Linked DNA regions of Mus musculus: regions 2, 3, 4, 5 and 6 are each linked to region 1. A link is a contact called in public HiCAR-type and promoter capture Hi-C data. All regions are on one chromosome and are shown on one strand. The core of a region is the stretch at or near the end of the contact, and the rest is flanking DNA. Distances in the headings are between cores, read along the strand shown. Region 1 holds the start of Wdr44 (WD repeat domain 44). Region 2 holds the start of Araf (Araf proto-oncogene, serine/threonine kinase). Region 3 holds the start of Syn1 (synapsin I). Region 4 holds the start of Uxt (ubiquitously expressed prefoldin like chaperone). Region 5 holds the start of Zfp182 (zinc finger protein 182). Region 6 holds the start of Zfp300 (zinc finger protein 300).

Region 1 (4,898 bases), core at 1,415-3,914:
TTGCTTACAAGAAAAGGCTACATGAATTATGAGTTGCTTGGATTCCTGATGTTCTGACCGACTACTGCCAGGGTTGTCATAATACTAGCTGGAGGGATACTGACAGTTTATATGATCCCTGTTAAAAGGAGAGAAAACACCCACACCAAGCTGTTCCATATGGTAATGGTGACTTCTTCCCTTTAGAGTAGAATTATTGCTGTATAGAGAAGGATGACAGCTAAGCAGAAAGATTTCCCTTAAACCAACCTTAGCCTTAGGACTGAGTAGTTCTTCTAGCCATTGGGAATCAGCCAAATGGGAAAATATTTTCTCATAATTTTCATTATGCATAAGATTTTGTGAGGTCTTATGATTTTAGTGGAATGAATTCAAATAATCAATTTAAGGGTACTTTCAGTTATGAGGTGGCCCTCAAAATACTATTGTATAGACCAGAGTACAAAAAAAAATTGTAATGTCTATAATAGTAAATTTGCAAGCCACACAATCAACATTCCAACTGCTAAACTCTGCTAGGGAAACAGCAAGCATGTATATATATGCATATACACGTACACATATATACATACACATATATGTATACATATATACATACATACATATGTATATATATATATATATATATATATATATATATATATATATAATTTGATATTTTTAAAAGCAGCAAGGACCAGTTTGTTGACCCCTAAATAGGAAAACAATAGTTTTACCTTTTTCTTATGTTTGTTTTACAGAACCTTATGAAAGGGTCAGAGAAGGCCAATAAAACAGGGACTTCAACCATCCTTGCTTTAAAAAGAGCATTTAATATATATATGAACTTTCCTGCAAAATTAAATTTGATTATTGGGCTCATTTATAATGAAAACTTTACAAAACCATTGCTTTGAGCTTAATGCTTTAAAACTCAGAAACAGATACTCAGGGAAAATAAACACATCTTTAACTTTTTCAAAAATGATGAAGGTTAGGGTATGTTTTATTGCTCCCGGCAATTAACTTCCATGTGTTATAAAAGCACTTAAATAGACAGCCATAATAGCTCTAAGATGTCATTGGCTTATCATTCCTACTACCCATTTTGACCTTTTCTCAACTGAGAAATTAATGTTTAACTTACCTTAAACACTCCAAGAGAATTGGCCTAGAATATTGAAATAAAAATTCAAATAAAACTTCAGCACTAGTCTGTGAGCTTGTGTAAGACAGTAACAAAGTTGCCTTCTTCATATTCAAACTGTCTTCAGCATTTTGGGATGCTGCATGACACCAAATAATACATGTTCATAAAATTGCTGCATATACCACACATAGTAACTCAACATCAAAATATTTTTCTTTAATATTCAAACAGGTGATACCTTTACAATAAACCAAAATATTTTAAGAAATGTATAGGTTCACTAGTAAGTAATTAGGTAGAAAATAAATTTCTAAATTTATATGGTTATATGTTTTCATATAACAATATATTTTGATAAATTTTCATGAATCAAAACAAAAAAGGCTTTCTTCCATAGTATAGTGAACAAAAAATTTTAATTTGAGATGAACCTTTGTTCTTTTTTTTTTTTTTTTTTTTTGAACAGGTTCTTAGGTAACACAGGCTGCACTCAAACTCATATAGCTTAAGATGACTTTGGAATACTGATCTTTCTGCCTCCACCTCTCAAATGCTAGTATGGATGGCATGCATCACTGTACCCAGTATAATTAGCTTATTTTTAATTGTCAAATAATTGTTTATATTTGGGGTAGTAAAATGTGATGTTTTAATCACTGTAAACACTGTAGAAAACGTCAATAAAGCCGTATCATCTCACCAGTTTATTTTGTAGTAAGGACCATAAATCCACTCTTTAAGTTAAAACATTTAAAAAACATAAAATCTAGTAGTAATTCTTGACAAAAGTTATACTTTCCAAAGGATCTATAACTCCCCTGCCTGCACTGTTATGTGATACATCTTGGGCAGTATATAGTTTCTCTCACATCATGGGCTGCGACGACAGTTAACTATTGAGAAAAGTTGCAGTTCTTATGATGGCTCAGCTCCAGCAATAAATCCACCATTACTCTTGGGAAATGGGACACACCCCAGCTATCTCTTTCTTATGGACTTTGCCCCTTGGCCATCTGGATCATATGTAGGGATCTCAATTAGGGATCTTATAGCAAGTGAATAAGACAGATCTATTCCTACAGACTAAAGATGCTAAAAGTGCCAAAACCCTAAGGCGGTATATTTTAGACTTGGCTGAAACGACTAAGTAATATACAATCCCAAAATGCCCACAGAACTCTCTCAGGATGAACGGAAGAGACTCAAAATCATCCCTCTCAAAATGCTTCTTTTGAACTGCAGTTAGCAGAATCAGTAAATAAACGTCTAAGGAAACTGCACCGAAGTCGGGCGTGCCTCGGAGTTTTGGCAGACAGCTGCTCCTGCGCAGGTCCCAGACTCCACCCCACCGCAGGCTAGACACCGCCCTTATTCCCACTACTTCCGGCCTCTCCTAAACGCCCTCAACACGCTTGCGCCATTTTGACAGGCTGCTCCCGCATTAGTAATCATAAGATTGCCTCTCTGGGACCGCCCCCCGCCACCTCTCCGCCCCGCCCACGCTTTACCGGCCGGCCGCGAAATCTCGCGAGGTTAGGTGCGCGTCGGTATTTTGCGGGCTAGTAGCTTTCCCTGCAACTGTAATTGCCGCTGCGGGAGAAATTGGAGCTGCTGTCGCTGGCACGCCCGCTGCCTGCTCTCCGGGACGGAGAAGCGCCACAGCCTCTTCTCTAGCGCTCTCCATACACCTAGCGCCCGGGTCGCCGGCCACTGTCCCAGACCCACTGCAGCCACCTCAGGCAGTCGCTCTGCAGGTCATCCCCTTAGCCCAGCAACTGAGGGTGGTCCCCGGTCCCGGGTTGACTTCTCACTCCACGTCATCTGTGCCCTCCTCAGTGTCGCCCGGGGACCCACCTCTCCACACTCTTAACTGACGAGGAGGAGACGCTCAGAATCACCCTTTCTCTAGGCGGAGCCGGCCCCCTCACCCGCGGGTGTGTCCTATAAATGGCGTCGGAAAGCGACACCGAAGAATTCTATGATGCCCCTGAAGATGTGCACCTGGGGACCGGCTATCCTGTAGGGTAAGTACCAGAAGCTCGGGCCCAGAGCTCGGGCATCCTAGTCTCCTGCTTCTCCCGCATCTCCCTCTACTCCCTTCCCCAGTCCGTCTGTGTCCGTCACCGCTGTTCCTCTTAGTCTCACTTGGACACCTCAGAACCCAGACCTGGGACTTCTTAGGGCAGGATGAGTTGGAAGAGGGAGAGGGAATCCTCCTTCACCCTTTTCCCTAGTGAGCGGTTTGGGGACTCTTTCGGACCCCTTTCTTGTCTTAGCCAGCCCTTGAGCGGATGGCATTTGTGCCTCAGAGGCAGCGATTTGTATTTGCGGGGTTCAAAGCTTACCTTTCCAACATCTGTTTTGGCCCTCGGGGACCAAAAGGAGCGGTAGCAGGACAAATTGAACTTCCCCGGCTTCTCTCTCTCTCTCTCTCTCTCTCTCTCTCTCTCTCTCTCTCTCTCTCTCCTATTCATTTCCAAAGTGACTGTAACTCGACCCTATTTGCCACTCACCTTTTCTTTTACATAAAAAAAGAAGCGGGGGGGGGGGGGGGGAAGGCAGGTATTTATTTAAGGAGGTTCTCCAGCCTGCGCATGAGTTCAACATCAGCTGTGTTTTACTGAAATAGCACTTTACTGTGTGCCAGAGGAAATTGTAGACAAGATCCTTAGCATTAGGGAGAATGCTGTGGTCTGAAAGGGCAGCCGGACATAAATGTACACAGCCGAGTACAGATCTACAAACAAGTGCTGAGTAATAAGGTCCTTGGAAGGAGAGCCTAGCTTGCTGCCCTTTCTCTCATTTTGCAAGATGTTTTACTGGTGATTAATATGGCTAGCTCTGAGTAGGAAGTTCACTAGTAGGAAAGCGTCGCTGACCAGGATTTGGACTTAACTTATTTTACTCCCCTTCACGTTTCAGAGTGGAAACACAGTTTACAATTATTTCACAAACTCTTCTCCTGATGTGTCTGTAACTAGAAGCACTGAAATGTAGTCTCCAACTATAAGAATTTGAAAATTAAATGATAAAATGGGTGTGTTCGTGTATGATGCTCAGAGTTGAACTCTTAGTTTTTAGAGTTACCCCGTGGATAGAAATAAAGTGACAAGTATATTTTAGAAGGGATTTCAAAAATCTGCTATGTATTGTATACGCTATATTTCCCAAAGTTATAACAACAAGATCAGAAAGAAATGTATGTTGGTAGATTACTAATGTGTGTGTTTCCAGGAAGCTGTCTGTCACTGTTGTGAAATGTGGGGATGATAGTGATCTGCCTTGAGATAGCCCTAAATGGTCCTGACATTCAGTATATGATCCAGGTTCGGAACTCAGTAGGACAGGATAGAAAAGTGCATTTGGATTTTCAAATATAATGGATTCTCTGTGGCTTTTTCTTCAAAGTAATAAACTGTCAGTTCTGGTTAAGTGAGAGAATAAAACACTTAGTAAGCATTTATGGGTTGCTTAGTTTTATTTTTTCTTTCTTGTCTTTTTTTAAGTTGGGAAGGAGAAATTATCAGTTTTCACTATTGTTAGCAATTCAGTGTCATGGGATTGTTGTTTTTTACTAGTTGAATAAAGTAAGTGTAGTCTAGAAAGAACAGTTATTTCAGAACCTCTGTAAATTGTTAGTTCAGTACCTGACATAGAAAATGTATTCCAATGTGAATTCTTCTCTTTTTTTCTTGGCATTGTATCTGTTAATTTTATAGAGTGCTTACTGCAGGAGGAAGTATACAGAACTTAGAACTGCTTTACTTAT
Region 2 (4,898 bases), core at 943-3,442, 2.8 Mb before region 1:
GCTGGCAGCCAGTCTCAGGGATCTTGCTGTTTCCTCCTCTCACTGGCATTACAAACACAGATCACCACACTTGGTTTATTTTTATGTGGAAAGTACCTGAAACACTTACTTTACCAACTTGAGCCGTCTCCCTAGAACCCAATAAGTCAGTTTGAAGAGCAGGAACTAATCCATTGCTGCAAGAACTAATCCAGTCTTGCACGGATGATGTCAATCCCCTGAAAGGCCCCACCTATCAGTATCCATGCACTGGCTACCAAAATTCCACCATGAATTTTGACAAGAACAGACCACATCCACACCATAGTAATATTCTCTTTACTCTTTCCCCAAATGGTAGCTAGTTTGATTTCTTTCACTATAAACTGGTTTTTCCTGGCTTAGAATTCCATTGAAAACTATAGTAATGAAAACTATAGTATTACTCTTTAGTTCCTGGTTTTTTTTCCTTCTTTTAAACTTAGGTCTAGGAAATTCATCTATGCTGTTCTATAGTTGTGATTGCTGAGTGTTCTATTATGTGACGTTGTCATAGTTCATGGTCTATTCTTTTGTTGGATACCAAGGCTGTTTCTAGTATTTTTTTGTTTTTAGTTTTTACATTTCCTAATATGAATAAAGCTAATCTGAATATGTGCATACATGTTTTAGTGTGGATATGTAATGGGCTGTGGTTGGCTCACCATAGCCAATTTAGGGCCTTTCTTAATTCTGGTTCAGTGATGTCATATTGGTAGTTTGAAACATCCACTGTAGGAATCTTTATACCACAACTGACAAATGTTACAAATTACAATTGTTTTCTTTTTGAAAAGCTGGTTGTTAACATTTACCAGCATACCATGTGGGTATATGTTTTCATTTCTCTAGAGTAAACACTTAGAAATGATGTTGTTGGATTCATGATTGATTGATTTTCAAATTATTTCTTGTCCTGTTTTTGCAAAGAACTTAAAGAAAGAAATCTTATCTTTTTATAGAACCAACAGACTCAGCCCATTACATACAGGTTCTCAAAATAACTACTAGCTCGTTTTGAAGTAAGAAAACGTGACGGTACCATTTGGGACACAGAGTTTCTCTTAAATTCATCTAGTAGTCAGGGTGGCCATCTGTTACTTAACTATATCCAAAGGAAAACCAAGACTCATATCTTAGAAGAAAGAAGGAACAACTTTGAGCTGGACACATAGAGGAAGTTTGCATCAGACAGGGAGATAGGGGTGTTGTTACATTTGAAAGAGATGGTTTCAAGGCCTTTAGGAAAATTTTCTGTGGTTGTAAAACTGGCAAGAGACTGCCATACTCTTTGGGGAGGGGCAGGGTGCTGAGAATTTAACTCAGGGCTTTGTGGTTCATTCTCTTGTTGAGCTACAACCCTAGAACTAAGCTTTTAAGGAAGATTTATCTATCTATCTATCTATCTATCTATCTCCAATAGACAGAGAAAATAAAAGTTTTCTGAAGGAAATGCTCCAAAAAAAGAATGTAGGTACATACACATGTGTGTGTCTGTGCCTTTTCTTATTCTGATGCCTGGGTAAATTCAGTTTAAGAATTATATTCATCCTAAAATATGTCCACAAATGGCTGCCACAGGATTGCATTCCAGAACAACACTCCCTTCTTCACCTAGCCAGCTGTGGTCTGTCTTTCAAATTCCTCAACCCCTTTCCTCCCTCCCTAGAGCCAGACCTCCAGCACGGATCCGCTAATTAGCAAAAGTTATGACTACAGTTTCTTAGAGCTGGTAAATACTGAACATCATTTAGTCTGAGTCCACCCTGTTTTAAAGACCATCAAATTAAGATATATGAATAGTCCTTTAAAATGTGCTTTACACTACTGGCCAAATTGCATTTAAGGGTTTCTCTTGCTCAGATCAGTCTTAAATGGCCAGAAAATACAAAACTGAAATGGAGTCGTGCCTCTGACACGCACACCAAAAAAAGACAAGCTTCTTTATTCTATAGCACGGTTAGGGTTAAAGTCCTTAAAACGCAGTAGTCGCCCTGACTGCGCCTGCGCGCCAATCAGGACAGGCGAATTTGCCCTAGAGACAGCCATTTGAGCCCACCCCTCCTAATCCGGAACACGACCCACATTCCGCTGGCCCTGTCTTGATGGGCATGATCATCCTCCAATAAGAATGGAGAGACGAGTCACAGCGAGCCAATAGCAAAAAGCCTAGGGACGGTGGCGGTGGACTGAGAGGAAACAAGAAGACAAGCCCAAGATGGAGGCGGTGGTGGTGGTAGCGGTGTGACAGGTGAGGGCAGGCCCGGTAGGGTTCGGGTTTTGGAGCGGCTGCGGGACCCGGGTATGAAGTCCAGACCGAAAGCTCAGCTCCAAGATGCTTCCGTCTGAATCTCAGCGTTCTCCCGCCCGGAACCAAAGGAGTGGTTTGACCAGGGCGAGACCGTCGTCATCGACCGTGGGAGTGGATGGAGGAGTCGGCCTGCAGGCTGCAGTGGTGGTTTCGCTTGCTGCGCGTGGCAGTGCACCTGCACAGAGCTTGAAGCCCTTGGGGAGGGCGGGACGGAGCCAAATTGGGTCTGGGGTCTGGGGCTTGGGTGCGAAATTCCAAGGTGAATTCTTAAACCCCTTAAAATGTCTAATGACGTTTCCTCACGACGTCCAGGAGATGCAGCTCTCTCCCATGGTTCCTTATTGCCCTTCATATTCTACGCCACCTAGGAAGATGTCTGACGATTACCTCATTATCCCTAGTTCACCCTAATCCCTTTCCATGATTTCACAGTGCGTTTACACCAGTAATCTGTTTGTGACCCCCAGTAGTTATCAGGTACAGTTTTTGGAAACCCTTCCCCCAACCTCACCTCCATCTTCTTCATCTGGATACCATTGTCTTCCTTTGCCTTTCCTCTTGATAGTGTTTTCTGATGAGCCATCATTGCCACTGCATTTGATTTAGTGTGTAATGTGGTCTGTTATCCAGCTGTTTTTCACAGTCTGTAGTGACTCTTATTACATCTCTCTTTAGTCTAGGGTATGGCGAACCTCTGTGGACTCTAGAGGGTCTGGTGACCTCTATTAGCTACCTGACAGTACCTTTGATTCTACCATTAGCCTTATAGCTTATGCTCTGGAATACCCACAGTGCCTTTTAAGGTCATTGGTACTGTCTTCATTTCCTTCAATCTAAAAACAAGGTCTGATGATCCTCCATTTTCCTGTCCCCTGTCTGTGTCTGATTACCCATTCTCTGAAGCTAAGACAGCCTGTTTATTTCCATTGTGTGCCTGAGACCTGTGATTTTTCAGTGCAGTACATAATGGCTTCCCCATTAATCTCTAGAGAGTCATGTGTTCTGCACTGTCCAGAACCGTGTGCACTGTCTCCTCACTGCAGTGAGTCTCAGATCTTGGTACTCAACTATGACATAAGCAATAGGAGATTCTCAGCAGAGAAGGGTTAGTATCATTGGGCTGGTTCATAAAAAGTGGGATTTAGGGAACAGTGGGAACTTGGAGATGGAATTTTATATGTCCTCTGCCACTCTGCTTTCAGGCTGTCATTACTAGACCTCTGAATTTCTCCTCTGTCCTCTGCTAGGAGGCCTATGGCAGCTGCCCAGTCCTACCTCAGCCCATCTTGAAAACAATCTTAGGCAACATGGAACCACCACGAGGCCCTCCTGTTAGTGGGGCTGAGCCATCTCGGGCAGTTGGCACTGTCAAAGTGTACCTGCCTAACAAGCAACGCACAGTGGTGAGTCACTCAGGCAGTACTGGCAGGGGTTCCAGATAGTCGTAGTGTGGGATCAGAAGGGTGGCGAGGGTTAGGGAATGAATGCTGCAGAGGGAAGGAATAATTGGCTAGGGTACCTATTGGATACTGAAGACCCCAATCTCTACACACACACACACACAGGTGACTGTCCGGGAAGGCATGAGTGTCTATGACTCTTTGGACAAGGCCCTGAAGGTGCGGGGTCTCAACCAGGACTGCTGTGTGGTCTACAGGCTCATCAAAGGGTAAGTATGGAAACCCCATGCCATTCACTGGGTCCCTACACACCTCCTTTCTTCAGTGCCATCTTATTCCTCCTCATTTGTCTTGGAGTCTTCCACTATCTGAGGTAACCCAGGTGACATCTTTCGTTTCCCTTCATTGACCATTGGAAGGTCTGCAATTCACTATGCACTCAGCCCTCAAGTCCTCAGTCTGTCACCTTCCAGAGTTCATCTGTTTTGTTCTTTCACCATTTCTTGAAGTCACAAGCTCTTTCTTTTCTCATGGTCCCCATACACCATGGAGTTGGTGGTCTTCATTGACCTTTCTATTCTTTGTTTGTTTGTTTGTTTGTTTTGTTTGTTTTTTTTTTTTTTTTTTTTTGAGACAGGGTTTCTCTGTATAGCCCTGGCTGTCCTGGAACTCACTTTGTAGACCAGGCTGGCCTCGAACTCAGAAATCCACTTGCCTCTGCCTCCCGAGTGCTGGGATTAAAGGTGTGCGCCACCACGCCTGCCTGACCTTTCTATTCTTGTGTTCCTTGGTGCCTTAATGTTTTGGATGGAGTTCCTGTTTTCATTTTACCTGTTTCAGTGTCTCAGGTGCTGGCTTACTACGCCTGAGATGTAGTTTCATTTGCCTCTCACCACATGCTTAAGATCATGGATTAAATCTGGGAGTGGTGGGTATACCTGTTAGCCTAGCGCTTGGGCAATTCACCTAATTGCTTGAGCCTGTTTCCTCATGTGTAAAGTGGGAGTAAAAATAGTGACTAACTTTATTTTTTATTTGAAATGTTACCCTTTTTATGTGTATGAGTGTTTTGACTGCATGCGTGTGCACTGTGTGTGTTCCTCACGCCTATGGAGGCCAGAAGAAGGTTGAAGATCCCACCGGAGTTAAGGATGGTTATGAGCCACGGT
Region 3 (4,898 bases), core at 683-3,182, 2.8 Mb before region 1:
GTACAGGGTGGATGAGAAATTAGTGTTCACTGAATTTATTCACAAATGACCTTTGATGAGGAAGGCTAGGAATTATTTGATAAATGCCCTCTTGGAGGAAAAGCCCCGAATGGAAAGGGGAAGGGAATGCAGAAACTTGATCTAGGCAAGCACAACTCTCCTTTTATCCAAGAAAGATGTTTGTGGAGAAGGCCTATGTAGACCAAGTGTTCCATAAATGCTCTAAAGAAGGGTGAAACAAAAAAGCCTTTGGCAAAAGTGACCCAAATGGTGCCCACAGCAACTGCTAGATGTTTGAGTATTGGATTAACTCTTATCACAGACCTTTGTGGAGAGGTCTTTGGCTGGGTCATGTAAAAGGTGCTCAGTATATGGTGATGGAAGCCCCTAAAGGACAAATCATTAGATAGAGGATTGGGAGTGGGGTATATAGCTGACATTCAACAGACACTTGCTGAAAGGAAAGGATCTTTTGACAAGGCTCTCATTTTAGGGAACTAATCAATATTGAATGGATCCACCAAAGACCTTTGGAAAAGTGTCTGGAGAACAGGAGATTCAGAAAGCACTCAATAAATGTCTTGTAGAGTCATTATAGGAAAAGGTCATTGAGGAGAGACTGGTAATGAGTCACACATAGAAAGCTTGAAAACCCTCACAGAATTCATGCTTGGAAAATGATTTGTTTGAGGCAGGTTTAGGAATAGTACATGTTAAGCATTTAATGCCTCTTAGATCCTTCAGAGAAAATGGGTCCCTTCAGAGCACGTACCTGGACTTGGCATTCAGTCAAGGTTCATAGGATCCATTAGAGTCAGAGCTTGTGATGAGAAAATGAGGTGGAATACACAACAGACACATTCAATCACTGCTTACAGACAAGTTTGAAAGGTCTTTGATGAGGGCTCTGGGGTGGGACATATAGCATCAATTGGATACACGTTCACAAGATCCATTAGAGAGATGGCCTTTGGGCAAGGGGTGAGGGTAACTGCGTGAATCAGGCTCTCAAAACATGCTCAAGGAAGTCCTTAGAGCCAAAGACTTCCAGGGAAGGGCTCTGCAGTGAGGTATAATGCAGGTGCTAATGCTTACAAGACTCATTAGGGAATGAGACCTTCCAGGCAAGAGCTGGACAGAGGAGGTAGGGCACATTTGGCCCTTGAAAGCTTTCTGCATATATTGAAGCCAAAAGCTTTTGGGAATGAGTAATAAGAAGAGGCAACAGATAATTGCTCCTTGTACCCATTTTAGTTTGGGGGAGGTAAAAGTGGGGCTTAAAGGGAGAGCTGAGCACAAATCATTAAAAGGAAGGAACTGGGCGAGGGGGCCAGATATCAGGCGCACAAGTGGCGCTCGATAATAGCTCATTCACTGTAGAAACATCTGGGTACCCAGGCCCTCGAGGAGGCGCAACAGCGGCTTACCAGTCGGTGTGCGGTTCGTCGATGACCAGCAGCACCCTGGCGGCGGCGCCCCCGCGGCCTGCGCCCCCAGAGCCACCGCCCACCTGCTCGCTGAAGGTGGCGGCTGCGGCTGCTGTGGTTTGCTTGACCGCGTTAGACAGCGACGAGAAGAAGCCGCCGCCCCCCGAGGACCCAGGACTAGGGGCTGCTGGAGAAGCCACTGGAGCAGCTGTGGAGGCCCTCTCGGCAGAGGCTGTCGCGGAGCCGGGCGTGGCCCCAGGGCTGGCGGCCGAGGGAGGCGGCGGGGGCGGTTGCGGGCGCTGCAGGTCTGTCATGTACCCATTCGGCAGATTGGCCATGAAGTTGCTGTCCGACAGGCGGCGCCGCAGGTAGTTCATGGTGGCGGCGTGGGGCAGGGGATCCAAGGGGCAGTGGGTCTGTGGGCCGCGGGGGCGGAGCGCGAGGGGCTCAGGAGCACGGCGGTGCTCTCTGGCACGACGCGACTCCTCTGCTGCCCGCTGCAGACTGAGGCAGCGCCGAGGCTCTGCCGCCGCAGAGCGTATGGTCGCGCCCGCACCTCCCTATCTTGCACCTCTCGTGGTGCGGTCCGACTGGACTCACGGCAGCATGGACGCGACCAAGGCGGCGAGGAAGGGGAGTTTGGGGAGGGCTAGTGAGTGACGTCAGTCAGCCTTTGGTGCTGGGGAGGTGGTGGTGCGCGCCGGCAGCGGAGGCGAAGGCTCTGACCGCGGTGCTGAATCCGACAGTGCGCATGCGCCGCGCCGCAACCTCTTCCCCTCCCCCTCTGATGGGGGCGGGGGATGCGCAATTTGGGGAGTGGGGGTGGGGTTCTTGTCCTGAGGGTCCGGACCTGTAGTAACGAAACTCCCTCCCACGATCCTACCCTGTTTACCAACCTCTTCCTATTCCTTAGGCTAACTTGCACTTACACACTCTTGCCCTTCCCAGATACTTGGGTTTCCAGTGTTGATTTTCACCTTTGAAGGCATTTTGGGGATAGAAGCACACTCAGAGGGGAACATAAATGTAGAAATTCTCCTTCCTGCAGTGTTCCCGGGGAGACATCTCCTATAACAACTCTGTCGGGCAAAGAAAAGAGCACGGGGGTGGCGTAAACATCACCAGACAGGCGGAGGTGGACACTTGGGTAGTTAACATATCCTTGCCCTTGGTGGTGAGAATCTGAAAGAACACATGGAATAACACAAATAGAAAAGGAAGGAAAGACAGAATATATATGTACATCACAGAACACACAGGCATCCAGGTATATATGTAGACACAGAAGCTCAGGGTAACACACATGAGCATATTGAGCACACATTACACATTCAGATAACACTTTGACTCACACCCAGAGAATCTCACACAAGTGCACACATCTAGGAAAAACACAGACTCCCAGATGAGCAAGGAAACTCTGGGTATGCAATGCAGAAGCATTTCCTGCAGCGCTAGCTCTGATGTGTTTTCAGCCTCCTCCACATGCACATATTTAGTCTACATGGCCTCATTCCTCTGCTCCGGACATAGCCCAAACCCAGTGTCATTAGTGTTCATGGATGTCTTCCTCTTTGCAGACAGGAAGCCACATAATACTTTCATGTGGAAAAATAAAGTAATTTTGGTGGTCTGAATAAGAAGGCTCATATATTTGAATGCTTAGTCACCAGGGACTGGTGCTGTTTGGAAAGATTAAAAGGATTAGAATGTGTGGCCTTGTTGGAGAAAGCACGTCACTGGGGTGGGTTTTGGGGGTTCAAAAGTCCATGCCAAGCCCAGAGCCAGCCAGCCAGCCAGCCAGCCAGCCAGTCAGTCTGTCTGTCTGTCTGTCTGTCTGTCTGTCTGTGTCTGTTGTCTGTGGATCAGCATATAGCTCTCAGCTATGGCTCCAGCATCAAGCCTGTGTCTGCCACAACACTCCTGATTATGGTAATAATTTACTCATCTCTGAAACTGTAAGAAAGCTCCCAATTAAATGTTTTTTTTTTTTTAATGAGAACTGCCTTGGTGATGGTACCTCTTCACAGCAATAGACCTAAAACAGTAATTCAGGCAGTAATAAGATGTAGAAGCCATTATGTCAACTTGTAAGAGTCTGGCTATAACAAAATTGCAAATGCATAGTTATTTGTTTAAATGTACCTTGGCTTATCCAACAATCTGATCTACAGATAATATTTCTACTTTGCAAATTAGGAATTAGGAGAATTTATGAACTTCAAATAATCTCCCAAGAATAATGTTTGCTGTGATTGGTATATGAGGCAGGAAGATGAAACAGCTAGTGCCAGTGTCTTCACAACAAACTGGAGTGAGATTTTAGTAAGGAATAGGGCCAAAATGATTGGGTACATCATTGACCCCAGTGAGCAATGACAGTGGAACAAGTGGCAGAAGTTTCTTGCCTGAAAGATTTTAGAATCACCTACTTATTCATTTCTTTTAAAACCAGATCTTGCTGTGCAGCCCAAGTTAGCCTGGTCTCAGCCCCTACATTAATGAGATTCCCGGTGTTCATTACCAACTCTGGCCACTTGCTCATTCCTTATTTATGAAATCAACAGTTTGTTAAACACAGCAATAATAGTGTGGTATCTGGAGTCACATAGCTTAGTTCAAGACCAGCCTCCACAATATGGTTGGGAAAGTGAGTTAATCTTTCTGAAAGTTTTTTTTTTTTAATCTTTAAATGAGGAAGGAGAGGCATAACCTCTGTGCTTTTGCAAGTGCTGTAGCCCCATCAGAAACCTGCCTGCTCATTTTGTCTCCAGAAACCATGCCTCCACTTCACCTTTTTCCATCCCTTTCTCCCTAGGTTCTTAGGGTTCCTAAGTTCAATATTTCCAAGCCATCCTCATAATTCCTCCTCTATCCTAGTGAGTTCCAGTCTCAGTAGAATTAGCCTTTGCTTGCCTAATCCTTCTTTCTTTCTTCTTTTTCTTTTTAAAGATTTATTTATTTATTAGATGTAAGTACACTGTAGCTATCTTCAGACGCACCAGAAGAGGGCATCCAATCTCATTACAGATGGTTGTGAGCCACTATATGGTTGCTGGGATTTGAACTCAGGACCTTCGGAAGAGCAGTCAGTGCTCTTTTAACTGCTGAGCCATCTCTCCAGCCCCCTAATCCTTCTTTCTTTGCAGGATACTCTCTGGCAATTCAAATAAGGAACTTCCTGCATATGGGTATTTCTTAATGTTTTAAACTATGTAACTATATTGCTGATTTAAGAAGAAAAGCATGGCCTCTGGTGACCTCTTTGGTGACTCAGAAGCAGATGCAGGTCTTCACACTGTTTTGGCTCCTCTGGGCCTGAATCAGGGCTCTGCACAACCACCCCGACTGTGGCAATTCCTGGGAAACATTTAGACTCCTAGTACTGTTAGCTTCCTAGTGCCATTATTTTCCCCAGGTGGCTTAGTTTCTAGAAATGAACTTTTGCAGATTGTCTTTTAAAGGAAGCTC
Region 4 (4,898 bases), core at 1,049-3,548, 2.7 Mb before region 1:
AATACTTGTTCCATGAAAAAAGGGAGAAACTCAGGAGGGGAGAGAATATACTCACACCACTGTGTCAACGAAGAAGTTACAGCCCAAATCCACCTGCATATATAACTCCGAGTGATTAGTTTCCTATAGGGCCAGGAGAAAAGAGGTAGGTGTCAGCGGGCAATTTTAAAGGCAGATAAGGTTTTGTTCTTGGGGTTTCTTCCCGCCTCCCTTCTTTGTACACATACACAAAGTGGTACCCAATTTAAAAACCTTTACCTGGAGTCGCTCAATGACATTTCTTAGTTGAAGATATACGGACAGCTGCTCATATACCTTGTCTCGATGATCCAGCACCTTTCTGATATGTAGAAATACAACAGTGAACATTAGGCAGCCTTATTCCTCTTGAGATGCCAGGCATTTTAAGTCAGGTTGTGGTTGACATGGATGTAATTCATGGGCTGAGGCAGGAGGATTCTGAGCTCAAGACCAGCTTGTGCTACATCGTGAGATCCCGTGCTCCCCTCCTCCAAAACACACACAATGGGGTATAGACAGAGACACAGCAGGCATTTCAATAAATACAGGTCAGACTGTAGTTCAGCCTGACCTCTACCTCTTACTAGGAATGTGACTATGGAAAGTAGAAAACCTACCTAGGATTAAGTTTCTTCACATAGAAAACAGAGATGGCCGTAGTAGCACATAAGAGTCATTAGAATCGAGTGTTTACTACAAAGTGTTTTAAATGCTAGCCAAATGGTAAGCATTATATACTTGTTACCTATTATAATTATAAATATTACATTTTATTCAGTGACTTATGCCAATTAAAATGTCCCATCTTCACCCTAAATGTACCTCTCCATCTCTTTTAGCATGCTCACACAGTCCTAGTTCTAAATACCTAACTTTCTATTCAGATTAGTAATGACAGCAATAGCAATCATCCAGTTGTTGAGTCTTTAGTGTATTTCAGGCACTGGGGTCAAATTCCTTTCCTAAAACAACTATTTAGGTTATTTGTTTTATTACCCAAGACAATATCTGAGTTTCTCAGGCTAAGTATTGAATTTGTAAACACACCAAACAATTCTTTCCTCTCAGCCTCAATATAATAATAGTGGGGTTTATCTGCATTTTTAAAATGTGTTCTTACTTGCATTTATGTGTTTATTTTGTGTACATGTATGGGTGCCATGATACATACCTGGAGGTCAGAGGTCAGGTTTTTGGGAGTCTTTCTTTCTTCCACCATGTGGGTCCCAGAGATCTAACTTAGGGCATGGGGTTGGAGGCAAGCCATCTTGCTGGCCCTAGTTTGCTTGTTTTGAGACATAATCTCAAAGCCCAGGCTATACACAACCTCGAATGTAGGTGAAGATCACCTTCAACTCTGGGTCATCCTGCTCCTGACACTATCCCAAGTACAGCAATTGCAGGCCTGTGTCACCACACTGGATTTTTTTTAAAATAGAATATTGTTCTATTTTCAAGGCTGGCTTGTAATCCTGGCTAAACAAGTGAATTTTCCCATCTCTCCACTAGAAGTGGCACACACCATGGAGCTTGAGCCTGGCTTTATTCTATTTTTTTCTCCCTTTGAGAAAGTTAGTCTGTAGCCCAGACTGGTTCTCAGCTTTACAAAGATCCTCCTGCTTCTGGCTCCCAAGTGCCGGAGTTGACACATTTAAAACTCAAACACCACGTTAAGAAGGCCTAATAAACTTTTCCATTTCACAGATGAATAAAGTTCACAAAGGTGAAGTAAGGTACAACTTGTTCATAAATATTGGTTAAATGGCCTAGTCAGAAACACCCTGTGTTCGGAATGACTATTTTAAACCAACAAACAAGGTCAGAGCTCTGCTAAAGGGACAAGTTCCAACCACATCTCAGCCCAGAAGTCAACCCTATTCCCAGAAGTCTGGGCGGCCAATCCGAAAGTTTGGTCGGCATTCTGTCCCACCCACCACGTGAAATTTCTCAAACGTCACGCCTCCCACGTTGTCACTCACTGCAAGTCTCGCTGCAGTACGTCACTGATAAAGGTCTCGTACCGCAGCACTTTCTCCCCCACCGTATCCAAGGCCCGCCGTTTCGGGGGCGTCGCCATGACGGGCACCTGGGGGAGTAAAGGGGGGGGCACGTTGAGCGCTCTATTTAAACTTCACAAAATTCTCTCCAGCCACTCAACGTTGGGGATGACTTCTTTCGGCTCGAGCTACGGAGTTGCTTCTGCCCAACCCGATTTTGGAACTCGTTCACTCACCGGTACAGGAGTACGGCGTTTACCGTAGGGCCACCGGCAATAACTGTTAGTATGAGCCGCGGCTTCCGGGTGGCGCGGATGGATGATGTAATTTCCAGCAAGGGAGCCAACCAAATCGATGGGAGGGGCGGTCCGGCGTGTGGGAAGATGCACTTAGGGGAAGGGCTGCAGGCGGGGCCTGAGTGAATCCTTGGAGGTAGCAGGATCCTATGGATCTAGATGGGCCTGGCACGCCGCGGTCTGCCAGCAGGCGGATCGTCGCGAGCTGGCGGGAGACTGGTTTGGGTGACGTTCAATGAGATTTGGCGGGTTCTGAGGGAGGGTGGACTTACAGGAAGGTAGGGAGAGGGAGTTAAGTGTTTATAATTAGTAATTTGAAGTGTGTGTGTGTGTGCGCGCGCGCGTTGGTACTGAACTTATAGGCAGTTGTGAGCTACCATGATGTGGGTGCTGATAATGGAGTTTACATTCTCTGCAAGTTTTATGTGTTTTTAACTGATGAGCCATTTCTGTATTCCCCCCTCCTTACTCTTACATTTGTTTTCCTATTTTATGTGTTTTGTCTGCATGTTTATGGACTACATGCGTGCATTGCCCACAAAGGCCAGAAGAAGTTGTGGGATTCCCTGGAACTGGAGCAACCAACAGTTTGTGTGCACCATGTGGGTAATGGGAATCGAACCTGGGTCCTCTATAAGACTGGCCAGTGCTCTTAACTACTGAGGTATCTATATAGTCCCTATTTTTTTCTTTTAGAAACATTTCTATTCTTTGAGAGTTTCATAGATGTATGCAATATATTTTCATCATCTCCACTCCCTTTTCCCTCCAACTCCTCCTAGACTCCTCCTACCACATTTTCCTCCAATTTCATATTCTCTTTAAAACAAACAAACCAAATCAAAACCAAAAGAACTCACTGAGACCACTTAAGCATTTAATAATTTTAAAAGCACAAGAGTGCCTATAGACCAGCAAGGATTATGGTACTAATCTATAAGGAAGGCAGTATATCCTGTGGGGATCTGTTTGAAAAAAATATATGTTGCACACATTGTTTGGTTTTCACCCTCCATAAAGGGAATGAATAAGAGCACATAAAAATGTTTAAATGGAGACAAATTTTAAGAAATTTATCTTGAATGAATTTCTGCTTGGTGGCATGCAGTCCATGATGAGGGCTACAGAGAAACCTTGTCCCCCAAACCAAAACCAAAATTTGATGTTACATGTATTTAAAAGTAAATTTGATGTGCTTAAAGCAGATATTAGGAAGCTATATAATATTAGTTAATCTTTATTTGCTAAGGAGAACAGTTTAGATAGACTAGAGTTGGGTCTGTTAAGTTTATTAACATATTTCATGTAATTTTTCTTTAATTTAAAAGATACTTTTAGGTTATCCAAATGGCTCACTGGTTAAACGGTGCTAACCAGTCTGACAGCCTGAGTTCACTCTGCACGGCGGCTTGTAGGTTACTGCTGTTCCTGACATAGAGATAGCAAACTTCTTTTTTACAATGGGAGGTAGTTACTAAAGAAGATTCATAACTGGTTCAACTGCAAGGAATGTGTCTGTTGCTGTGGTAGAGCTGCTCAAGGTGGTAGAAAGTAATAATCACCTATATTATTCTAAGTCTTAGAGAATAGAAGGCAAAGTGGGAAGAATGTGAAAGCTGCAGGAAGGGAGCATTGTCTCACGATTTACACTGTTGGGCATGACCATTGCTATTTTGAATAAGAGCAGATGTGATCACTATTCATCAAACATTTACCCCTTCCATACATAGTTCTGAGCATTTTACATATATCAACTCATTGTGTTCCTCTGAGGTGTCTGACTGTGTAGCACAGTTACACATAGTCTGGACTGCTTTCCCCATGTCCAGACTAGAAAGAAATATAACCAGGGTTTCATTTTCACACTTCAATCTTGGTCCATCTAGAGTATGGATATATGTAATAAGGTATGGGCCCAATTTAATATTTATCTACAGCTTTATTTTTCAGTTAGAGTCTTGTCATATAGCCAGGCTGGCATTGAATTCACTGTCTAGTCCATGCTGGCCTTGAACTTAAAATCTTTTACCCTAGCCTTTCAACTTCTGGCATTGCAGATGTAAGGCACCAAGTCAAACTTAATCTGTTTGCAAACGTCTGTGTTTAACGGGTAGAATGATGTCTAGATATATAGCCACAGAATATGTTTGAAAAAATTTTACATATATAATTAAGGATCTTGAGGTGGGGGGTCATTCTGAGTTAAACAAATGGCCCCAAACCAATGAGAATTTTTTTTTTTTTTTGGTTTTTCGAGACAGGGTTTCTCTGTGTAGTCCTGGCTGTCCTGGAACTCACTTTGTAGACCAGGCTGGCCTTGAACTTAGAAATCCGCCTGCCTCTGCCTCCCAAGGGCTGGGATTAAAGGCATGTGCCACCACTGCCCAGCGAGAAATATTCTTATAAAACAAAGAGAAAGACATAGGAGATGGTGTGAAAACTGAAAACTGGCAGACATTAGGGTCATTGTTATTATTTATATACGAGATGTCTTCTCTAAAGGCTCATATGCGTTATGGTTGATCCATCGCAGGTGACAATATTGAGAAGTGATTGATCATGATGACTTCTTCAATGGATTAAT
Region 5 (4,898 bases), core at 1,148-3,647, 2.6 Mb before region 1:
AACAAAAAAGATGGTAAGGTGTACATATCTTGAGGAATTTGTCTTTTGGATGCAAGAGAAATGAAAATCCAATTGAGGAAATGATTGCAGGAAAATCATTTGAAAGAGAAGAGATTTCATTCCCAATGTCTCCATTCTCTCTAGGGAATTTTGTGAGAAAAAACTGCAGGAAAGCAAGGATACATTTGATCAGTCTATTACTGAAGACAATTCTACATAAAGACACCAAAAAAAAAAAGGCTCCAAAATACAATTCCAGAAAACCTTGATTTTCCCTGAAGCCTTGGTATGCTCTATCCTAATGAAATAAGGCAAGTCAAAGTAGTGGCCACACAACCACATGGCTGCCAGACTGTTCAACAACAAACTGGAAACTCCAGTTTAGTTAAGATAATCTTAACTAAAGAATTAACATTTTTTTTAATTTTTTTTTTTTACTTTACAGTGGTGCAAAAATGATGTGAACTGAATAGAAACCATACTTCAAAGTTTGATTTTTCCTGGAATAAACATAATTGATACTCTATTCTCTCATGATATAAGGCAGCAGCACTGAGAAATAGCTCCTGTAAGAAATGTCATTATGGTCTATACACACCACATGATGTTTAGTGGGATAAGGGTATTAAATGAAATTTCAACTATGAATTGACATAACTTCCGAATACAGCAGCATCATAAGTTAAGAAACATCTGTTACCCTTCCTTAGTCAATGCATCAGCTATCTAACTTGACCTTAATTGACTATTTTTCATTTTCACTGATCTCAGTAATTTATAGTTTCCTATTTTGCAGTGCTGATGCCTAAATATCGCATCACATCTATGATAAAATATAGAAACAGATAGACCACATACTTACCTGGGGTTTGGCCATTTCCTGCTTTTCTTGAGAAAACAAATGTATGAAAGCTGAGCTAGAATGAGTAGAGTAGAATATAACAGTAGAAACCATTAGCTTTGCAGTACTCAGAATCATCTGCCCAGAAATCTCTTCACATGCGAGGCCACTCTCTGGAAGAGTATGGACAACTCTAAGTTTTTTGTTTTGTTTGGTTTTTGTTTGCTTGTTTGTTTTTTGTTTTGTTTTGTTTTGAGACAGGATCTCTCTGTGTAGCCCTGGCTGGCTTTTAACTCCCAAGTACTAGAATTAATGGAGTGTGCCACCACATCAGCAGCAACAATTCCTTGTAGTACTGATAGAATCTATTCCTAGGGCTCTGTGCATGCTAAGCCAGTACTATACCACTGAGATACATAGAACAGATTTTAATAATGCCAAACTAAAGCAATCATAGAAAATGTGTAATATGATAATAAATAGAAATTCAGGATGAAATGCTCTATAGTTGTTAAAAAATGTATGGAACTACACACGTATTATCTACATATTTTGTAACTCAAAGTTTAGAAAACTGTTTCAGAAAAATATCTTAAGCCAAATTAAATTTCTAAATAAGATATATAAAACTGCAGGCATACATTTTAAATATATAAATTAAATGTTAACTATTAAGTGATATATAGCTCTTGAATGTCTAAGAATGGACATTTAAATAAGGGAAAATTAGCTCCTATTTTCTTCTCTATTTTCAAGTTAATTCTTTATTTCTTTATTTATTTAGGTTTTTCGAGACAGGGTTTCTCCTAGCTGTCCTGGAACTCACTCTGTAGACCAGGCTGGCTTCGAACTCAGAAATCCACCTGCCTCTGCCTCCCAAGCGCTGGGATTAAAGGCGTGTGCCACCACCGCCCGGCCTCAAGTTAATTCTTAACTCAAATGCTATTTATTACACTCTAAAACATAAGCCTCTACCTATTATTCAAATGGTACCTGTCTATCCCTCCTCAGACCTCCAAATGTCCAAAGGCCGCTAAGGCTCTACAGATGACGTTTTTTGTCTGCTTGTTTTCCTTTTTCTCTCACCTCCCTCACTGGGGCTGTTTAGCTCAGGTGCTGTAAAGAAGTCTTTAAATGCTGATTTAATCCAGCACTCTTCCCCATGATTCCTGCGAGCTGTACACTGGAAGACGGAAACAAGGGGGCGCATCTAAAGAGGGGATCACTGTGCTAGAAAATGTGTAAAAGCTAAAGTTTAGTACGACTCACTTAATCCTAACTAGCCTCATAACTTTGTCCACTATTAAGTCCGCAGACCCCCGTTTACTCATCTCTCAAGCCCCCATCATCCCATCTCCCAGTCTCTCGCATCAATGACATACCCGAACCTCCCTCCACTTAGAACTACCCACCACTCAGCTCGCGACCCCAGTCTAACACAGACCCTCATCTTTACTCAACCAGATTTTTTGCAGGGTGTTGAGTAGACCTTTCCGTAAACGGCCTGGAAAAGCACTTCCGCATCGGACCAACTAGCTGTCTCTGTCGCCTAAACTTAGGACAGCGGTTTGTTCTACGCATGCTCAGGTTTGCCTTTGAGACAGCATCCGCCAATAGTCAACATGGCGCGCAAAGGCGACCAGGCTCAACGCAGGCGCAGAGGGTAGTGGGCCGCGTCGGTGATGTCACCGATTAGGAAAAAAAAAACAAAAAACAAAAAAAACAAACGGCATCCACTGTTTCTTTTATACTCCCGAGTCTCCTGACAAAGCTGGTGTTTGTTTTGCAGAAATTAGCAGTTTCTAAGGACGTCAGGCGCCATTTTTTTTTGATACAGCAGAAAATGGGAGGGTCCAATTAAGAAAATTATTAAAACAAGGACGAATTCCTGTGGTGAATTCAGAGAGTAGCCACAGGGTACAGGTGTAATTAACAAGACAATGCAGGCCTGCGACCTCTTTAAGTGATTTGAATACCAGTTTAGGGAAAAGCCTTGGCTCCATCCTTTTGTCTAGTACTGGGAGTTTGCATTTTAGTATCTAAAGGACCATAAGACAATTCAAACAACAAACTTAAGAATTTACTGCCATAGAGGGCCACACAGTGGGAAAAGTAGTGTTTTAAGTGGTGGCTGACAATGCCTTCACCTTTCCAGAGAAAGCAGTCATTGTGCTGGGAATGAGAAGGTGTGGTTATTGACTACATGGTATAGGACTTTCTAAACCAGAGACAGGGCATCATATTTTATTTATTAAAACAGACGGAGCAACCTAACATTGTATACCGAGCTTAAAATTACATATAAATCTACAAGCAGTTAGTTACCGCCCACTTCACTGCACCCCTGCAGTGTATTCAATAAAAAACTATTCTTTTAAAATGGTGCAGGATAGCCCAAATAAAACCCTCACCTCTTCGTGTTACCCAACAGCTGGCTGGGGGCCTTTTCCCAGACAGGATTAGTGGGCAGGGTAAAAGATTTTCAGTCACTGGTCTTTGGCAATTTTTTTTTTCTCCCTGTTTGGTGGCAAGTGATGGCTGCAGCAGGTGGCAGCACAACCTCGAAATGGCTTAGTTGGGAGTTTTTACCACAGCTTTGTTTTGTTTTGTTGTTTTTCGAGACAGGGTTTTTCTGTGTAGTCCTGGCTGTCCTTCTTGGAACTCACTCTGTAGACTAGGCTGGCCTCGAACTCAGAAATCCGCCTGCCTCTGCCTCCCAAGTGCTGGGATTAAAGGCGAGCGCCACCACTGCCCACGTTTGTACCACAGCTTTTGCTACCACAAAACTTGGAGAACTCAAGAACATCCTGCAACTTGAAGGGGAATATTTTCCCCCAGCTGGCCCAGCCCAGGGACTGCTGTGACTGGTCCTAAAGAGGCAAGAGTCTCAAAAGCTATGATTGATGCTAAAAGGCAAGGCTAGGGTTGTCTAAAGCATTCGGCTGTGATTAGTGCTTATGCTTGTAGAGCTAAGGGTCCACATACCAGAAGCCTACAAAGACTATACCACTTAAGGAGCTACCTGCTGCTGCCGCCACCTGCTTATTCCGGTCAAATGTGAGGTAAACCACACCTTCTAAAGAACAGTACTTGAAGAGTTTCTCCTCACCTGATTTCCCTCTCTGATTTTTTTTTGTACATTATTGGCTTTCACTTTTACTAGTATGCCTAAGTATAGCAGTACACTATGAGCTATTATACAATAGCTCTAATAAATGTGTTTTCATTGTACCCACATGCATATAATATTCTATATGTATATAAATGTCCTTAGGTACTCATCCAGGACAGGGACATTCACTTCACTAGGTGACCAACCTGACATATCTTCTTTCACTAACATTGTTTTAATTAGCACTGGTTCTGATGGTCTTTTCACCTTATTCAAGATTTTGATCTTGGTAGGACCAAAGCACTCCAGCTGGCTGTGTGACATAGGTTACACCCTTAATTTCGCTGTCCTGTTTCCTCATAACAATTTCTGCATGATTAAGGTGGTGGTGACAAATGAGTTGAAAATTGTAGAGGAACAATATCTACTACATAGAGGTGCTAAGTGATTTCAATAATCATTTAAATAAAATCATACACACACACACACAAACACACTCTTTTTTTCCAGAAAAGGCTGTTTTAAGCTGGTATGAAGGCAGACAAGCAGTCACATGGTGAGAAGAGAGACTTTAGAATAAAGAATAGGAAGCCCAGAAAGTTGGGGTGTGGGGAAATCCCGAAGTGTTATAAAAATGGTAGAAGAAAAAGGGGGGAGAAAGTTACAGTTTTTTGAATAATTCAAAAAAAGTGTGTGGATTTACAATCCCTGCATGGCTATGGCCTATGAACTACTGCTTCTATATAACTTTGTAGTAAAAAGGGAAACTTGCAAGTAAGAAATATATTGGAGGCTAGTTTGGTGAAGAACATAATTTAAAAGAACTAGAAGGTCAGTGTAGAGGTTCTGGCAACAGGCACAGGAAGTGAAATAAATGTGTCTTGTGTGCCATACACTTTGTGAAGTACATATTGAACTGCCTCAAATCAATACAACAGTCTCCTT
Region 6 (4,898 bases), core at 1,552-4,051, 2.6 Mb before region 1:
GTATTCATTTAGTAGGGGCTATTCCAGCTGTGCTAGTGATCAGCTGTGTAAATCTTATTTACTCTGTCCCTCACCTAGAATACATGATTGATCATGGTGTCTATTTAATAGTGTTATTATGAAGATTAAAGTTGGCAATGCACATAAAGTATTTCTTCAGTAGAGTGCTATGCATAGTATGAGGTCACTTGCTGCCAGTCTTATTACCATTAGCACCACCATCATTACTACTACAGATTGTGCAGTCTTTATCCAAAATTCATGAGACAAAGAAGCATTTTAGATTTGGGATTTTTTGAATATTCACATAATAATATATTTTTAGTGATGAGATCCAAATGTACACATGAAATATATATATATGCTGTTTAAGGAAATTTTACAAAATACTTTCAGAATGCCTGCATTTTGGCTATGATTCATCATCACATAAGATCATTTGTGGAATTTTTATGTTTCATATTTGTAACTTTGGGAAATTTAGATGTTCAGATTATGGATGATCACTTTATATTGCTGTGACCATTATTACATTGTAAAGAGAAGACAGAGTTGCAAAAGTTTTATTTAATGAGTAAATTTTAACAAAAGGAATGCATGTTAACTATTATGTTTAGAAACATATGTACATACAGAAAGATCAAGGCAGAGTAGCAAAAGATAACCAAATTCAAATGATCTGCAATGATTGATGATATAATGAGATATTCTGCCTTTTATTTTTATTTTATTTATTATTATTGCTTTCCTGGAAGAAGAACAAAGGGTATCTTGAGCATTCTAGCCAAACGAACTACATATAAGTGCTTTTCTAGACTGTAAATTCCTGGAGAGTTTGTTTTCTGCATTTAGGATTGAATCCAAGGCCCACTATATGCTAGAAAAACTACCACTGTGCTACACCCTCAGTGTGCTCTACCTATCAATCTCCACTGCCTCCTCATCTGTTTCCCCCCTCCCTCTCTTTCTCTGGGGGGGGGTGTTGAATTAACCCTTGATTTTTTTGGATACACAGTCTGCTACATAGGCTAGGCTGGAACTCACTAGGTAACCAAGGCTACCCTCGAATTCTGGACCTCCTGAAAATTGGGATAATAAGCATGTGTGACTACACTTATTAAAGAAGTTTGAATTTTTGGTCCTATGCTGCTTTTGTATGAAGAAAAAAGAAGATGAAATAGTAGACTTGTTAAAGAAGAGCAGAAAAGAAAAAAATGTAAAATATTCAGAGATGTTATGAATTTTGAGGCTAAAAGTAAATGGACAACCCTCTGAATTTCTCAAGGTTTCCTTCTAGATCATAAAAATGAAAAACATTCTGGAAAAGAATATGAAGGACATATGGCTTATATAGTCTTCTTGGTCATCAAGTTTTTATTCACATGTAGTCCAGGACATATTTGTTGTAGGCTTGGCTTGGCTTTCCTGAACAGTCACATCCTTTTTAGTTTTGTTTTAGCAAGACACCTTTGGTTGACAGGAAAATAATTTAAGTTACAACAGAGCAATATTAGCCTTGTGTTTTCTAATAAGGACTTGAAGGACCCATCAGAGGACTGTCTGACCAACACTAGGAAGTTTGTGCACCCGTGGAAGTGGCTTACTGTTTCTTTAATAATGAGATACAAGTGAATATGTTTCATTCCTCTTATGTTATGGCTTACAGAAAGCTCAGAAAATTAACTGTATTTTAACATAAAATATAAAATCCTATGACACACTCACACTCTTGTGCTGGTCTTGTTCTATATCCTTAAAGTTTGTGTTTATATGTATCGGCCTTATAGAATAAATAATAATGCAATAATTCATATACTCACATATAAAGTTTATTATATATGTATCAAAGCATTGTTCTAAACATATATTAATTCAATTGACCTTCACAATCACCATACAAGGTAGATATTATCGTTATTATCTTAACCATTCCCATTTTACAGTTAAGAAAATTAAGGCACAGAGAGCTTTGGTAAGCTCATAATGCTGTTAAGAGCAATTTAGCTGCAGATTCTATAGTCTTAACCACTAGACCATATTGCTTCTATCCTAATATGGGCAGAGGATAACTGGGAGAAGCAAATAAGAACTTACCTGGGACTCAGTCATGACTGACTGTTGTGGAGAGAAGCCAAAGGCCTAAAAAGGCAGAACTGTTGAGAGGGAGAAGAAAAAAAGAGTTTCAGATGGCAAGGATACGCAGACTGAAAGTTCACCAAATCACCATGCCAGAAATTCACAAATGCCAGCAGGTAAAATGGCCACGGTATATAGCTAAGAAAAATGCGAAAGGGAATTTGTTTTCCCTCGCAGATCCTCATTATCCAACAACACAGCTCTATCAGGGTCCTCATAGGCAACTGCAATACTCCACAGAGCTCAACATCACTTACACTACTGACCCTATCACTCTACTGCACGCTCATTACAAACCCCAAATATTCCCATCATTCACTTCACTACCCGCCTCCATCAAAGCCTCTACAGATCACTCATTTAAGGGATCTCCATCACTCAGCCTGCAGCCTCCCGCCCACATTTTCAATTCTCATTTTTGAGCCCCTCCCCAAGTACTCACCGAGTAAATTCGTGTTTGCAGTGTGTTTGCACTTGTCTGTCTCACTCCGCCTGCAGAGTGCCAGCCTGCTCACTTCCGCTCTGAATGAACTCTGCACTCCTTCACTCTCTTCTCCGATCTTAAAATCTGAATTCTTATGCCGGCAAAGTCTCTTTTATATTTCCCGTATCAGTCATAACTTCCTGAGATAACCACTTTTTAGTCCTTTTCCCCGCCTTAGTTACTGCGAGCACTAAACTTGCGCATGCGCAGTAGCCCTTCCTGAAGCTGTCAGCGCTAGCGGACCTAAAATATTTTGATTACCACAAGGATTGAATTTGCAGGCAGGAAAAATGGATGCGCCAATAAGCCGTGTTTTTAAGGGAGCAGACATCTTTATAACTTTTGCCGTTTCGTACAGCGGAGAAAAAAATCTGCCTCAATGTTTAAAGGAGATGAGATTTTTTTGAGGAATTTGAACACTTGGACAGAGGCACACTAAGACGGGCGACCTTTAGAGCTAAGGGCTACAACCCCAGCTCCGTATCCCCACCCCGACCCCTGGGCAGGGAGATACCAAGAGGAGACGGGATTGGGTGAGGGAAGATCTGGAACGCTGCTACCCTTCCTGGGAACTATATGGGGTAAAAGAGAATCAGAGCAGAGAACAATGCGTTCCTCTAAAGAGCAGCACCATTATGGACACGGGGAGAAATCATGGAGTTGGTAGTTCTTTCAAGGAAATACCACTAGAGAGGTAGGCATATTTTATTTAGGCTAGCTGTGAAGAAGACTCAGATTGGTATGATCCTCTGTATGGGAAATACCAGGATGCTGACGTATGCAAATCTAAGGGCAGTAAGAGTCTGTGCTCAGAGAAAGGGATACTGAAGAAAGTGACGCTGGTAAACTCAGGTGCAAGGAAAATTGGAGACAAAAACGCAGGCAACGTTGTTGTGGCTTAGAGATGAGGAGGAGAGTCCACAAAGTCCTGACTGTGACACCTCACCCCCAACCCCGCATACCCACATTCCTGGAAACATGTGGCAGAGAGATTTGGGAAAGTGCCTATGCCAGGCTCTGGGTCCTATGGAACCCATCTCAGGGTCTTCTACAGTCATGGAGGAACCAACAGGAGACTGATCCAGCTTTAGACTGCAGACACTGCATTATCATTTTACCACGTGAAAGCCGACGTAACATGTAAGGGTCAACTAAGTGATTCTTTTTCATGGCTATTGCAATAGAGACATTTTTTATTAATGAAAAATATACTAAAGACAAGGAAGAAGGGTTAGGGTTAGGGTTTTTATAAAGACACATCAATAGAGCAGTCATCCTTGAGCCATGAGCATGGATGACTTGGGTCTTATTTCAGAATATGGAAAAGGCACGGGGAGTGCTATGGATTTGTGTATCCTCCCCAAACCAATGCACTATTATTTGGAATGTAGTCTTTGGAAAGTAATTAGAATTAGATAATGTTGTTAGGGTGAACCCTGCTCCAATGGAATTGGTGGACTAATAAAAGACACATAAGAGTTTACTTATTTTTTGTTCACACATAAATCAAGTCACATGACAATGCAGTAATACACAGCTATTTGTAAACAAGAAAGACAACTTTTACCCCAAACCAAATCAGCTGACGTTGCCTTTCCCAGCTCCCTGAACTATGAGAAAGCAACTTCCTAGTGTTTATGCTGGCATGTTGTTGTGGCAGCCAGAGCCAGAAAAGACAGGGACCTGGAGAGTTAGCCTTTTACTGGACCACAAAAGGAAACAGATAGGGAGCTTCATCCCTGCTTTCCAGGAGCACAAGACTCAAGCTGAGTGACATTTTCAACAGCATTTCAGCTTGCTATGCTCTCATGATTCTCACTTCTTCCCACTCTGCCAATCACACTAATTCATACCCATTTCAGTTGCACTGTTACTAACTGTTCATTCATGGCCCGTGTTCACATTTACTACCTCATATGAAAACTGTGCAAGGGGAGAGGATCTGGGTCCATAATTCAGTGGCAGCTCACATTTGTACCATGTAAAGAGTTTTGCTTTGGAGTCCCCACACAAAACCCAAAGAAACATTTAAAGACAAGTAAGCCTTTATTTCCATGTTTCTCACATAAGGTCAAATGAGTTGCTTATTTTTTGATGATTAGAGACCAAGTGTTGTATCCTTATCTGACTCCTCCAGCAACAGCAGAAGTGGTGTTAGTGGAAGTAGCTACAGGAAAATGACCCACAAAGGCAGAAGGCCTAGATCTTTTTAGTAAGTGGGAAGCTATACTCGGTGTCCCCAGTCAGGACCCACTTGTGCCCATCTATGATAAAATGT

What was found. Promoter capture Hi-C pulls out the DNA fragments that hold promoters and counts their contacts. HiCAR-type assays count read pairs that join an accessible place to other places.
Region 2: a contact with region 1 is called in a promoter capture Hi-C map of pre-B cells, with 6 times the contacts expected there. The contact joins the promoter of Araf here to the promoter of Wdr44 in region 1. A contact is called at or near these places in 2 of 39 promoter capture datasets (frontonasal cranial neural crest and pre-B cells).
Region 3: a contact with region 1 is called in a promoter capture Hi-C map of pre-B cells. The contact joins the promoter of Syn1 here to the promoter of Wdr44 in region 1. A contact is called at or near these places in 2 of 39 promoter capture datasets (cranial neural crest and pre-B cells).
Region 4: a promoter capture Hi-C map of erythroid cells shows a contact between it and region 1, with 43 times the contacts expected there. The contact joins the promoter of Uxt here to the promoter of Wdr44 in region 1. A contact is called at or near these places in 5 of 39 promoter capture datasets (the HPC-7 cell line, cranial neural crest, erythroid cells and 2 more) and 1 of 115 datasets of contacts at active chromatin or transcription factors (astrocytes).
Region 5: a contact with region 1 is called in a HiCAR-type map of astrocytes, with 11 times the contacts expected there. The contact joins the promoter of Zfp182 here to the promoter of Wdr44 in region 1. A contact is called at or near these places in 1 of 39 promoter capture datasets (erythroid cells) and 1 of 115 datasets of contacts at active chromatin or transcription factors (astrocytes).
Region 6: a HiCAR-type map of astrocytes shows a contact between it and region 1, with 10 times the contacts expected there. The contact joins the promoter of Zfp300 here to the promoter of Wdr44 in region 1. A contact is called at or near these places in 2 of 39 promoter capture datasets (cranial neural crest and hippocampal neurons) and 1 of 115 datasets of contacts at active chromatin or transcription factors (astrocytes).

Annotation. Positions count from the first base shown.
Region 1 is chrX:23,690,387-23,695,284 of GRCm38.p6, forward strand. Wdr44 (WD repeat domain 44) reads left to right here and starts at 2,665. Exons shown (of 21, transcript NM_001305675.1): 1 at 2,665-2,883; 2 at 3,039-3,153. The coding sequence starts at 3,077.
Region 2 is chrX:20,846,351-20,851,248 of GRCm38.p6, forward strand. Araf (Araf proto-oncogene, serine/threonine kinase) reads left to right here and starts at 2,193. Exons shown (of 16, transcript NM_009703.2): 1 at 2,193-2,269; 2 at 3,577-3,732; 3 at 3,895-3,998. The coding sequence starts at 3,637.
Region 3 is chrX:20,918,986-20,923,883 of GRCm38.p6, forward strand. Syn1 (synapsin I) reads right to left here and starts at 1,933. Exons shown (of 13, transcript NM_013680.4): 1 at 1,428-1,933. The coding sequence starts at 1,804.
Region 4 is chrX:20,959,680-20,964,577 of GRCm38.p6, forward strand. It overlaps Uxt (ubiquitously expressed prefoldin like chaperone), which reads right to left and starts at 2,299. Exons shown (of 7, transcript NM_013840.3): 1 at 2,255-2,299; 2 at 2,001-2,107; 3 at 259-340; 4 at 56-123. The coding sequence starts at 2,098. A230072C01Rik (RIKEN cDNA A230072C01 gene) reads left to right here and starts at 1,997. Exons shown (of 6, transcript NR_027445.1): 1 at 1,997-2,033; 2 at 2,171-2,299; 3 at 2,858-2,978.
Region 5 is chrX:21,059,641-21,064,538 of GRCm38.p6, forward strand. It overlaps Zfp182 (zinc finger protein 182), which reads right to left and starts at 2,398. Exons shown (of 5, transcript NM_001013387.2): 1 at 2,254-2,398; 2 at 863-888. The coding sequence starts at 877.
Region 6 is chrX:21,086,428-21,091,325 of GRCm38.p6, forward strand. It overlaps Zfp300 (zinc finger protein 300), which reads right to left and starts at 2,802. Exons shown (of 5, transcript NM_001358840.1): 1 at 2,579-2,802; 2 at 2,095-2,153. The coding sequence starts at 2,109.